Regions from separate parts of the Mus musculus genome. Here region 2 is linked to region 1. Evidence: chromatin contacts called from public promoter capture Hi-C data. All regions are on one chromosome and are shown on one strand. Each heading gives the region's core, a stretch centred on a gene start, on an enhancer-like site or on the middle of the called end of the contact. The rest is flanking DNA. Distances are from core to core; before and after follow the strand shown.

Region 1 (6,137 bases), core at 1,017-3,516:
GAGTAGCCCCTATTTCCTAATAGCCAAATAACATAATTCTAGACGTTAAAGCTTCATTTCATTTGCATACTAGAAAAATTCAAGGCCCAAAGAGTGTCTGCTAGGTGGGCACCTTCATTTAGTCATCAATTCAAAAGCTATTTGTGACTAGGTGTGGTGACATAGGCCTGTCACCTCTGCTATTCAGAGACAGCCAGAGGCAGGAGGACAGTAGCCCCAAGCTAGCTGTGGGAATTTAATAAGACCCTGTCTCAAAAAGAAAATAAAAAAGAAACCAGGTCTGGTGGCATCTGCTTGTGATCCCAGCACCTCAGAAGTAGAGGATAGGGGGTCAGAAGTTCAAGGCTCTGCTCAGCTACAGCAAATGTAGAAAAACTGATCTACAGAGGCCCTGTCTCCAACCAAAGAACACAAACCCTGATGTAGCTCTATGGAGAGCCTGCCTAACACACATAGACCTGGTATTCAAACAGCAGCACCACCAACAACAACAAAGCCATCAATGCCCAAGCCTGTCCTACTATGTGCTTAGCTTAGGACAAGCCTGTCCTACTATGTGCTTAGCTAGTCTTTGAATTGGGAAGCAGAGAGGAGATGGTCCTCAGACACTCGTGTGGCTTAGGACCCATCACCCTCACTCTATGGTACTAGAGAGAGCCTTGCTCCTGTTTCAAAGATTCCACCTAGCAGACACTCGCAGAAGAGAGGCCAACCCCTGACATGGGACAGTCCCCACCCCTACCCCTGGGCAGATGTGGGGCCCTGCATACCCTGCTGCTGGAGGGTAGTTGAAAGAATAATAGCTCACCCATCTTCAATCTGCAAGACCTGGTACCCAAAATGTCTTCCAGCTTGTGCCAAGAAGCTCTGCGTAGGCCGTGTGTCCAGGTTGTAGCTCCAGGCCTTGGCTGCGGGGAGCAAAGCAGTCAGCTGCTCCCTATCTGGACCCCCCCCCCCACACACACACACCCCACACACACACAGACCACACACACACCCCCACACACACACACCCCACACACACAGACCCCCCCCACACACACAGACACACAGACACAGACTAGTGCTGCCTCTGAGGCCTGTTCCTCCAAACCCACTCATGCTCTGAGGCTGCCTACACCCAAGCACAGACTGGTGGCGCCAGGACTTTCCCTCTGAGGCCTGGACTAGAGACTAGGAGACTACACAGTCTGTCTCCCAGGGTAACTCCTCCCAGACCCAGAGGACTCAACTTCCCCTTGGACCTATTGGGAAAGAAGGAAGGGTAAGAAGGCGGAGGCCCATGAGAAAGAAGCCAGGGAGGGGGCCTCCAGGCATAGAATGACCAAGTTCCCAGGCAGGGACTGGGAAGAGTCTGCCCTGAGGCCCCATGGCTGCCACACTGACTGCGCTTCTCTGGGCACCTTGCATCCCAGCACCTGAGAAGTGACCAGCCTCATGGAGTCACCATACCCAGAACCCAGCAGGTGACTTAAGTTTCCCAACTCTACCCACCAGACATAGGTATCTCCCGACCTTTTAAAATCCAACACCGCCCCTCCCCCATCTTAGGCAGCTAGAGTGCCCTCTGCAGCCTCTAAACTGTCCTTTTCTGGTCCAACTTTCCTTACAGAAAGACTTATAGCACCTTGTGTCCTGGATATCAGAGATGAGGGTACCCTCTTCACCTCCCTTCAGGTGCCCAAAACTCCCAAGCAGACATAATACAAAGGAGGTGGAGTAGAAACCTAACCCAGCCTTCTCCCATCCTGAGTCCTTCCAACCATCTACCTAAACACGTGAAGGCTCACTCCACCTCCCACCCGCTCTTCCTTCCACGCCCTTCGATATCATGCTTCAAGTTTGTGTAGGTTCCCTCTTCTCTCTCCGGGATTCCTGGGTCCCACATCACCTATACCGTCCATCCCCTGGAGTGGCTCCTCATCTTCTTTGGCTCTACAGAGCCTTCTGGTTTCCCCTGTCACAGACAACGTCCCTTTCCCCTCCCTCCTGGATTTCCTACCAAACAGCTGGAGTCCCAGTAGCAAAAGTCTGGGGCCCGCAATCCGGAAACTCATCTGCGCTTAGGAGGGACCTGTGGGTCCGGACTCGATCTCAGAGAGCTCTTGAGATTTGCTGGCAACCTAGACCCGGGAGGAAGAGGGAAATGGTGGCTTCTCTTGCATGGGGCCCCTTCCAGTGGAACTTTCTCAGGGCTGCCAGGCTGATGACACTGGGTGGGGGTGGAAGGAGGGGGTGCGCTCCTGTCCGGGTTGTGAAACCTCTCTGTTCAGAGAGGAAGTATAAGCAGGTTAGATACATTTCCTGTGCCTACTTGCATTTTCACATCATCCAAGAGCAGACAGCAAGGCGGTTAAATTACTGCCACTTCAGCTAGGCAACCTCCGCTCTCACACCAGGCCCCGGAAGATTCTTCAAAGCCTGATAGAAGGGAGTAGGGAGTAGACTCGGGGGAGGGAGGGGTAAGGGGGGGGGAGGGGAGAAGTGCTGTAATTATATTATCTAAAACAACAAACAAACAAACAAACAAGCCAGATAGAGGGTTGCTCAGGAAGCATCCCTAAACCGTCCCTGCTTGAACCACACAGGAAGATTGTGGGTGACAAAAGGATGCATGCAGAAAAGAGAGCCTGGAGCAAGCCACAGAGCTGCAGGCTTCAGAGCTAATTTCTTTTTTCTTTTCTTTTCTTTTCTTTTCTTTTCTTTTCTTTTCTTTTCTTTTCTTCTCTTCTCTTCTCTTCTCTTCTCTTCTCTTCTCTTCTCTTCTCTTTTCTTCCTCTCCTCTCCTCTCCTCTCCTCTCCTCTCCCTCTCCTCTCCTCTCCTCTCCTCTCCTCTCCTCTCCTCTCCTCTCCTCTCCTTTTCCCTTCCTTCCCTTCTCCTTCTCCTCCTCCTCCTCCTCCTTTTCTTTTTTTCACATTTTTTTTTCCCAAGACAGGGTTTCTCTGCGTAGCCCTGGCCACCCTGGAACTTACTCTGTAGACCAGGCTAGTCTTGAACTCAGAGATCTGAGATCTGCTTACCTCTGGGATTACTGGTATGCATGCACTACTACCATTTGGTTAATTTTGTTTCTTTTTTTTTTTTTTTTTTAAAGATTTATTTATTTATTATATGTAAGTACACTGTAGCTGTCTTCAGACACTCCAGAAGAGGGAGTCAGATCTTGTTACAGATGGTTGTGAGCCACCATGTGGTTGCTGGGATTTGAACTCTGGACCTTCGGAAGAACAGTTGGGTGCTCTTACCCACTGAGCCATCTCACCAGCCCCTAATTTTGTTTCTTAAAAAAAAAAAAAAAGAAAAAGAAGCCAGGCGTGGTGGCGCACACCTTTAATCCCAGCACTCAGGAGGCAGAGGCAGGCGGATTTCTGAGTTCGAGGCCAGCCTGGTCAACAAAGTGAGTTCCAGGACAGCCAGGGCTATACAGAGAAACCTGTCTCAAAAAAACAAAAAACAAAAAACAAAAAAAAAAAAGAAAAAGAACTCAGGACACAAAGACAACTCGATAACAACTTTAAAAAGACAACTTTTGAGGGATTCTTTTTTTATTTCTTTTCTTAAAAAAAAAAATCACTGGGCCCATGGGATGTTTTTTTTTTTTTAAGAAAAGAAATAAAAAAAGAATTTGAGGTGTTAGCTCCACCCAAAGAGCCCACATAAAGGTCAAGGTTGTCTTCTGCCCTTCACATGTGTTCCCTGCTCCCCGTCGTACACACATAGTAATTTTTAAATATTCAAAGTTTTATAAATAAATATATTTTTCAAAATCAAAAATAACAATAATTTTCCTAGTGCAGGGATCAAACTGATGCATTCTATTGCAAAGCTTTGCCCCTCAGTTCATATTATTTATGGGGGGCGGGGTGTTGTTGTTTTGTTGGGTTTTTGTTTGGTTGGGTTTTTTTTTCATTTTGTTTTGAGACAAAGTTTCTGTACGTACTCCTGGCTGTCCTAGAACTCACGCTATATACAAGGCTGGCCTCGAACTCATGAACATCTCTTTGCCTCTGCCTCCAGAGTTCTGGGATTAAAGGCATGTGGCATCACGCCCAGCCATTTATGTTTTAAACGAGCACTCTCCCACTAAGCTACCTGCCCAGCTCATTTCTTTAACCATGAAATAGAAATGGCTGACAAAAACATGAAGGAATGCTCAACAACATTAGTTATTATAGAAAGAGCACGGCAGCCTGTAAGGCCTGCAATTGGGGATGGAGACGGGCATGAGGTGCACCTAAGGCAAGCTACAGTGCAGACAGACCCTGAAAACAGACCGGGGTGGGGGTGGGCGGGTAGCAACCAGGTGCAAAGGTTCAGATGTGGAATTTCATTTGAGTGACATGTCCAGAATAAGTAAATTTTTGTGTGTGTGTTGTTGGAATCAAATGTAGTGCCTCAGGCTTGTATTTCAGTTGTCTATCACTGAATTGCGTCCCCAGCCCCCAGACAGGTAAGCCTGAAGAGATGAAGCGTGGATGAGTGACTGCCGAGGAGCAGGAGGAGAGCACGGCTGCTGAGGAGTTCAAGTTTTTTAATGATTCATGTTCTGGGTTGAAATGGTAGAGATGACTGTACAACTTCATGAACATATATGAGAAAAGCTTTTAAATGAGTGTATGTCTGTGTCTCTTTCACTCTCTGTGTGTTTGGTTTTTGTTTAAGATAGGCTCTTGATTGGCCCAGGTTGGCCTTATACAACAATCTTCTTCTGTATTGGCCTCATAGAAACAACACACTAGGTCTGAATATATTAACAGTGACTGAACTGGCCACTTACTTTTTGACATAAGTGTCAAAAAACGTGCAGTGGAAAGAACACTTAGCACCTTGTGCTTGCAGGGCTGGGTGTCCAACTGCAGAAAGATAAAATGAGTGATGTCTCTAACCCGGAAGAAAAATCAACTCAAAGTAGGTCAAAGTCTTTAATACTCAAAGTGTTACAGGAAAACATGAGAAATACACTTCACCATACAGGTCTAGGCCAGCTGTGGTGACACTAGCCCAGCACTTGGGAAGCAGAGGCAGGGGGATCTCTGAGTTTGAGGCCAGCTGCTCTACAGAGTAAATCCCAGGCAAGACAGGACTACATCCATCAGAAAAAGGAAAACATGAAATATATATTTCTCAGAAGAAAAAATACAACAAATGGTCAATAAGTTATTTTTAAAAGTGTGCAATATCCCCAGTCCTCAGAGAGATGTAAATTAAAACTACTTCTACATTGTGCCTCACCCTAGTCAAAATAGCTGTCTTCAAGAAATCTAGCAACAAACACTGATGAGGATGTGGGGAAAGAGGAACTCTTATTTACTCCTGGTGGAAGCACAAATTAATACAAAAATATGGAAATCAATATGGAAATTTCTCAAAAAATGAAAACTCTAAGTACCATATGAGTGAGCTCCACTCCTCCTGGGCCTGTGCCCACGATAAATACCCTACCTCAGTGCCACTTGGTCTTCTGAGCTTAGTGTTCTGTGCTCAGAGAAGCAGAGAAACTGAGGCAGCTTAGACGCCCATCAACGGATGATGGATAACAAACATGTAATATAGATACATTCTGGAGTGCTATTCAGAATGTAAGGAAAATTAAGCTGTGACATTTGTAGAAATATGGATGGGTCTGGAAAGTATAATATTAAATGAAGTACCCAAACTCAGAAAGACAACTACATAATGTTCTTTATCATCTGGGGGTCTTAATCTTTAAAGTACAAATGTATTTGTATAAACAAGTATGGATAAAGCCTAAAGAACCAAGAAGGGGCCAGGCGTGGTGGCACACGCCTGTAATCCCAGCACTTGGGAGGCAGAGGCAGGCAGATTTCTGAGTTCGAGGCCAGCCTGGTCTATAAAGTGAGTTCCAGGACAGCCAGGACTACACAGAGAAACCCTGTCTCAAAAAACCAAAAAAACCAAAAAACCAAAAAAAACAAAAAAAAAAAAAAAAAAAAAGGAAACTGGGCAGTGGTGGCACACGCCTTTAATCCCAGCACTTGAGAGGCAGAGGTAGGCAGATCTCTGAGTTTAAAGTCAGCCTGGTCTACAAAGTAAGTTCCAGGACAACAGGAACCTAGAGAAACCCTGTCTCAAAAAAAAAAAAAAAAAAAAAAAGACACAGTAAGAGCAGGTGGAT
Region 2 (6,137 bases), core at 2,640-5,139, 200 kb after region 1:
GATTCCCAGCACCCACATAGCAGCTCACAGCCATCACTACTGTTTTAGGAGATCTAGTGACCTCGTCTGCTCTCTGTGGGCACCAGGCACATGGTGTACATACATTCAGACAAGAGGCTCACACACAGAAAATAAAAAATAAGTAAATCTTTTTAAAATAAAAATAAAAAGTTTGAAATAAAAAAAAGAGTAAAATGCATCTTTCTTTTCTTTTTTTCTTTTTTACCAAGACAGGTTTTCTCTGTGTAGGCCTCATTGTTTTGGAACTCACTCTGCAGACCAGGCTGGCTTCAGAGATCTGCCTGCCCCTGCTGGGATTAAAGATCTGCACCACCACCACCCATATTTGCATCCATATTTTTAAAGAGTTGTTTGATTTTAGTTACTTATATGCCGTGTGTCTGTGTGTGGTTTGTACAAATGAAAGAGGGAGAAGCTTAACCCGAGCTGAGGCCGGACCAGGCCACTCTGTAGTAGGGGGAAAGCTTGGTGGCCCCATCGGGTGCCAAGAGACTCTGCCATCCCAGAACTCCGATGGCAAGATGCTAAGGATGAGTACTGAGCCCTGAAGGGGAGGAGTGGGCAGAGGTGAGGAGTGCGACCGGGACTCTGATCTAGAGCAGATTTTCTCTCCATGTGTGTGCATGTGTGTGTGTGTGTGTATGTGTGTGTGCCCTACATGTATGTATATGCTCATGGAGACATAAGAGAGCCTCAGATCCCCTGCAACTAGCGTTACAGGACCCAGCATCTTCTGCTAGAGCATGCTCATCCCTGCTCATCACAGCCATGCTTCTCCCCAGCTAATGTGTCTAATTATCTATGCTCTTACTCATTCCTCCCTATTGAGCTCTGTGTACGCTGCAATCCAAAATCCTCTCCCTTCCGTCCCCTTTCCCTCACACTTTTTCATCCTTTCTTTCCTTTGACAGAGTCTTACTAAGTAGCCCAGGCTGGCCTTGAACTTGGGATCTCCCACCTCAGCCTCCCGAGTGCTGACATTTCAGGCTTGTCCCACCACCTCTGGCTCATCCTCTTTTCTTTTAACAAGGAGCAGAGTTTGAGGTCAAAGTCTCCAGTAGGCAACACTGTTTCCTTAGGGCTTCATTGTCTACATTGTATTTATTTTCGTGTTTCTGTTTTCTTTTGAGTCAGGTTGCAATTTGGTGTTGGTTAGCCTAGATCCCTCTGCCTCAGCTCTCAGCTTCCTGAGTGCTGCGATTCAGCCACTGGCAGGCCTGGCCTGGCTTTTTTTTTTTTTTTTTTTTTTTTTTTGAACTTGTGGCAAGTAATACTGGAAATACTGATTTCCCACTTACAGAGGTCATACAAAAAGGATTCACTTTAAAACAAATTTATTAAGCATACAGTGAACCGATTTAAGTAAAAATATAAAGTAAATAATGAAACAAAAAGTAAACATACGGCAGGATCGTCATACTCTTGACTGAAGTTTGGAAAGTCAGATTTCCAGATGCCGAAAGCTCCATCTTCCCCACTGCGAACCCCTCTCCTAAAGAAGTTGTCAGCTGGTGGGCACACGGGTATTCGGGACTCCGTTTCTATGGTATGGATCACTGTAAGTAAGTCTGCCCCACAGCAAACCTGCCTCTCTAGACCACTCCAGCAAGCTGGAGGGAAAGATGGCAGAGGCTATGTTTGGGGAGTGACCTTTCTCTGGGAAAAAATCTTCATTCCCATATTGGAACAAACTCAGTTCTCGATAGGCCATGCTTGTCTTAACACAGAATAATAAAACTGTACTGTAGGATGTGTGCAGCCATAAGTCAGGGGGCAGAGGAGCCTACTGATCTGTTTTGGTTCTGTGTCCCAATTCCAGGCAAGGACAGCCTCTCCAGTGTGGCCCATCAAATCCCATGTTGCTGTTTAGTGGCCAAGGCCATTATTTGTACGGAATCAAAGACACCTCCTGGATTTGTCCTCTGTGTTTTCCTGGAGGGCCTCACAGTGGTGGGAGAGAGTGGCCAGGCACAGATAGGGTTTGTGGCTCTGGAGAGCAAGATTCTTGCCATCTCCAGACCACATGACTGACACTCATAACTACCAGCTCTGGGCTGATGGTCAGCATCCCATACAGGATAGGCTGTCTTAGGTAAGTTTGTACCCTGACGTGCCATCTTGAAGCCTTCTGGCCTGTAGCCAGCTAGACTTGCCTTCAATTCTCAGAGTCACGACTTAGGCATTTTAACCTAAGCTGAACTTCAGGCAAGCCTTGGAGTGCAGGCTGTCCACACTCTTAGCCTGCCCACCAGCCAGGTGCAGAAGACAGAAATTTCCACACAAAATTTCCAGCGCAAGGGTCAGGCCTAAGGCTGGAGCTGACCCCTGTAGTCCCTCTGAGGTGGGAGTTAGTCTTACAGGTCCTGAAGACTCAGAAGCCCACGCTGGTCCGGCCTTCCCTCTTCCAGAATGCTGAGATCTGCTCCAGGGTGACCCGAGGCTGGAGACCCCAATCAGGTTCCAGGCTCCCTTGCCTCGGCCTCCAAGGCCTGGGGCTCCCAACCTGCAAGCCAGCCTCTGGCATGGGCTCAGACCCAACCCAGCTCACCAGGCTTGTGTCATGGGGCCTCTCCTCTTGGGTCTGAGGCCTCCAGAAGGTGCTCTGGGCTGGGACTTCTGGTGGGGTCTGAGGAACTAGAGAACTGAGGGAAGAGTATGGGGCTGAAGTGGCTGGTGGAGCAGTTGCTCTGCCCTCTAAGGTGCCACCGGGTGTTGGGGGACCTGGAGCCCTGTCCATCAGCAGAGGCATGGAGGAGCCGTACCAATCCTCAGAGCGCTCCCGGGCGCTGCTCGTGGGCTCAATCCACAGTTCTCCTCCAGGGCGCCAGACTAGGGTGGGGGCACGCTGGCTGGGGTCTGGTTGCGGGCGGCGGAACAGGCGTTCGGCCAGTACAGCAGTAGTTATGATGAAGAAGGCTGTGAGAGAGGCCAGGCCCAGCATGATGGGAATACAAGGTCCACAGGGGATTACTACCCACACTGCTGCCTCCGCTGTAGGCTCAGGGAGCCCCTCCGTGTGCCCAGAGGGCTGCTGAGGCGTCACTGGCATCTGGGAGACTCAGTGTGGACTCAGAACAGTCAGGAACGTCTCCACTGGGAGAAGGAAAGGACAGCAACCAGAGGATATCCCGTTTCCTGGAAAGAGATTCAACAACGGTTCTAACAACTTGACCGTGGCACAGGATGAGACAGTGCTTAGACTGCATGTCACTGGGACTGCACATCATTGGCCTTTTTTTTAAACTGTAACTTTACTTCAGAACCTCAGAGACAGATTGGGAGTCGGGAGTGCTGGATCTCTTTGTCCCTCATCTTGCGTTCCTGCTCCCACCCCCACCCCTACCCACTGTTAATTCGGCTCTTCTAATTGGCTTATTGAGCATGGGTGGCAAAACTAGAGAGGAGCAAAGGGTCCCAGAGAGGTCAAGAGCAAACCAGGAGAGGCCGGAGAACAAGCCAGAGCTGGCTGAGGCTCCCCTGCACAGTCGCAGGCCTTACTTCCCCTCCAGCCCCACCCCCCACCTCTGATGACAGATCAAAGGTCTGGGCTCTCAGGTCTTGCCTCAGTCTCAAGTGAGGAGACTTGGAATGAGAGAGAAACCCCTTGCTGGCCCCTCCCTTCCATATGCACCTACTCTTTGAGCCACCTAACCGCTCTCCTTGGAGGTGGCCCTGTTGTGCTATCTGGCTGTACCAGGTCTGTGGCCCGGCACCTATCCAGCTTCCCCAGCTCTGCCCAATCACTGGCCTGTCTGCTTCCCTTGTTGGTATTTGTCCACATCTCTGCCACCAGTCCCCCATTTGCAGTTGCTTCCGCACCCCTCACCTCACCTGTCACCTTGCTTCAATCTTGGATTTCGCCGTTTTCAGAGCCCTTCTTCCCAGTGCATGCCGGGAGGGTGTGTGTGCGCGCAGCGATCTGAAAGGCCCTGGAGGGCTGGCCTCAGAAGAAGGCGGAAGGGAGGCTACCACCTGTTGCTGGGCGACTGTGCCCCAACTTTTCCTGCCCCCACAGAGTGTTTCCAAGGCAACCTGGGGATGTGGTCAGTGTGGTGAAGAACCACTTCCTGTGTAAGGTGGAGCCAGAATGAGCAGCTGCTTTGCTCCAGTCAGTCCCACCCCACAGGCAAGGTCCAGACCCCAGCGCCTTTACCTTGTCACCCCAAAGGCAAGACCCAGACCCCAGCGCGTTCACCATCTCACCCCAAAGGCAAGGCCCAGACCCCAGCGCTTTCACCTTCTCACCCCAAAGGCAAGACCCAGACCCCAGCGCCTTCACCTTCTCACCCCATAGGCAAGGCCTAGGCGCGATCACCATCTCACCCAACAGGCAAAGCCCAGACCCCAGCGCCTTCACCTTCTCACCCTACAGGCAAGGCCCAGACCCCAGCGCCTTCACCTTCTCACCCTACAGGCAAGGCCCAGACCTCAGCTCGCTCACCCAGGGGAGAGGAAGATTATAAAGACCGGCTCAGGGGCTCCCACAGCGCTGCGATGTATCTTGCTGCCTGCTTCTTGGAGGGTCCCTGTCCTTCCGTCTACTCCCTGCACCCTTTTCATCCAGCTGTGTCATACTTTTGTTTTGTTTGAGACAGGGACTTAAGATGTAGCCCAGGTTGGCCCCGAATCCCCCCCCCCCCCCCACACACACACATACACACTCCCGTAAGCCTTTTGAGTGTTGGTTTCAGTCCCAGGCCACTGTGCCCAGGCTCATCTCTCCACTACTTCTGATACCTAACGGTGTAAGCACTATGAGAGTAATTGTTACCGGTGTTGTTTAGGCCATCATACCTTTACATGGTGTGCATGCAGTGTCTGCGTGTGTGTGTGTGTGTGTGTGTGTGTGTGTAGACCAGAGTCTACTTAATTGATTTCCACCCTATTATTTTATTTTATGTGTTTGTGTGTTTAGCTCACCTGTATGCATTTTGGTCGCAAGCATGCCTCGTGTTCAAGGAGGCCAGAAGGGGATGTCAGATCTCTTGGAAGTGATTGACAGACAGTTGTGAGCCACTTTGTAAGTGCTAGGAATTGAACCTAGGTGCTCTGCAAGAGCATCGAATTAACTGCTGAACTCCCTCTCCCTCTCCCCTTCCCCATTCTCCCTGTCCCCCGGTCCCCCTCCTCCCTTCTCCCCCTATACCCTCTCCCCCTCTCCTCCTGTCCCCCTCTTTCCTTCCCCAGTGCTAAGCTAATAGGAGCACTTAGCTGAGCTTGCGGTGCCCATAGTTTTGAAGTGTGTGCTAAGGTCTAAGCTCAGGCCCTCATGTTTGTCAATCAGCACTGTTGTGTTGTACTGAGCCTTCTCCCAGCCTTTGTTCCCTCCTCTGTCTTCTCTTTCTTTTTTCCAGGGTGGGGGGTGGGGCAGCGGCGGAGGTGTTTGTTTGCTTATGGGTCATGCTCATGCTAGGCAAGCATTTTGCCACAATTCTTCACCACCAGCATTTCAACATACATGTTTTTCATTTGTTTTGAGACAGGGTTTCACTATGTATCATTTCTAGCTTAAAATGCTCTACGTAGACTACAGTGGGTTCCCAATTGTGGCAGTCTTCTGGCTACCTTCCTGGTGCTGGGGTTATAGGGCTGTGGCAGCACATCTACTCGGTACACCTACTCGGTACACCTGCTCAGTACACTTGCTCAGTACACCTGCTCAGTACACCTACTCAGTACACCTGCTCAGTACACCTGCTCAGAATCCGACCCCATGAGGAAGTCGAGTTTGGCTGGTTATACAAGTCCAAGAGCGGATGAATGTGCTTAGATATACTCGTGTACCCCCCACCCCTCCCCACCCCCCCCACCCCCGCTGTTGCTATCTTGTTTCTGTTGTGGTTTTTGTTACCGGACAGACTGTGTGTGTGTCAACCCTTTGTCTCTGACTGTAGACTTAGACTGATGTTGAGACAGAATTTGTCAGTGATAGTTAAGAAAAAAACAACTCAGCGCTGTTTTCCCGAGGACCGGCCTGCTCCGGAGCGTGAGACCTGGGCTGCTCAAAAGAGTTCTGGGATCACCTGCAGAGCCGGACTAAGAACTTCCGGGGCGTGAGCCAGGCGGGCGGACAGTGCAGCAAGCACCGGGCATCTGTCAAGTGGTTAAGTCGAAGC

What was found. Promoter capture Hi-C pulls out the DNA fragments that hold promoters and counts their contacts.
Region 2: a contact with region 1 is called in a promoter capture Hi-C map of liver, with 2.0 times the contacts expected there. The contact joins the promoter of AI467606 here to the promoter of Itgal in region 1. A contact is called at or near these places in 4 of 39 promoter capture datasets (fetal liver, hippocampal neurons and liver), 1 of 484 Hi-C or Micro-C datasets (CD4 T cells) and 2 of 115 datasets of contacts at active chromatin or transcription factors (double positive thymocytes and pancreatic cancer cells).

The regions. Positions count from the first base shown.
Region 1 is chr7:127,292,389-127,298,525 of GRCm38.p6, reverse strand. Itgal (integrin alpha L) reads right to left here and starts at 2,266. Exons shown (of 31, transcript NM_001253872.1): 1 at 2,003-2,266; 2 at 809-908. The coding sequence starts at 2,057.
Region 2 is chr7:127,089,188-127,095,324 of GRCm38.p6, reverse strand. AI467606 (expressed sequence AI467606) reads right to left here and starts at 3,889. Exons shown (of 2, transcript NM_178901.3): 1 at 3,853-3,889; 2 at 1,276-3,156. The coding sequence starts at 3,070. The coding sequence ends at 2,393.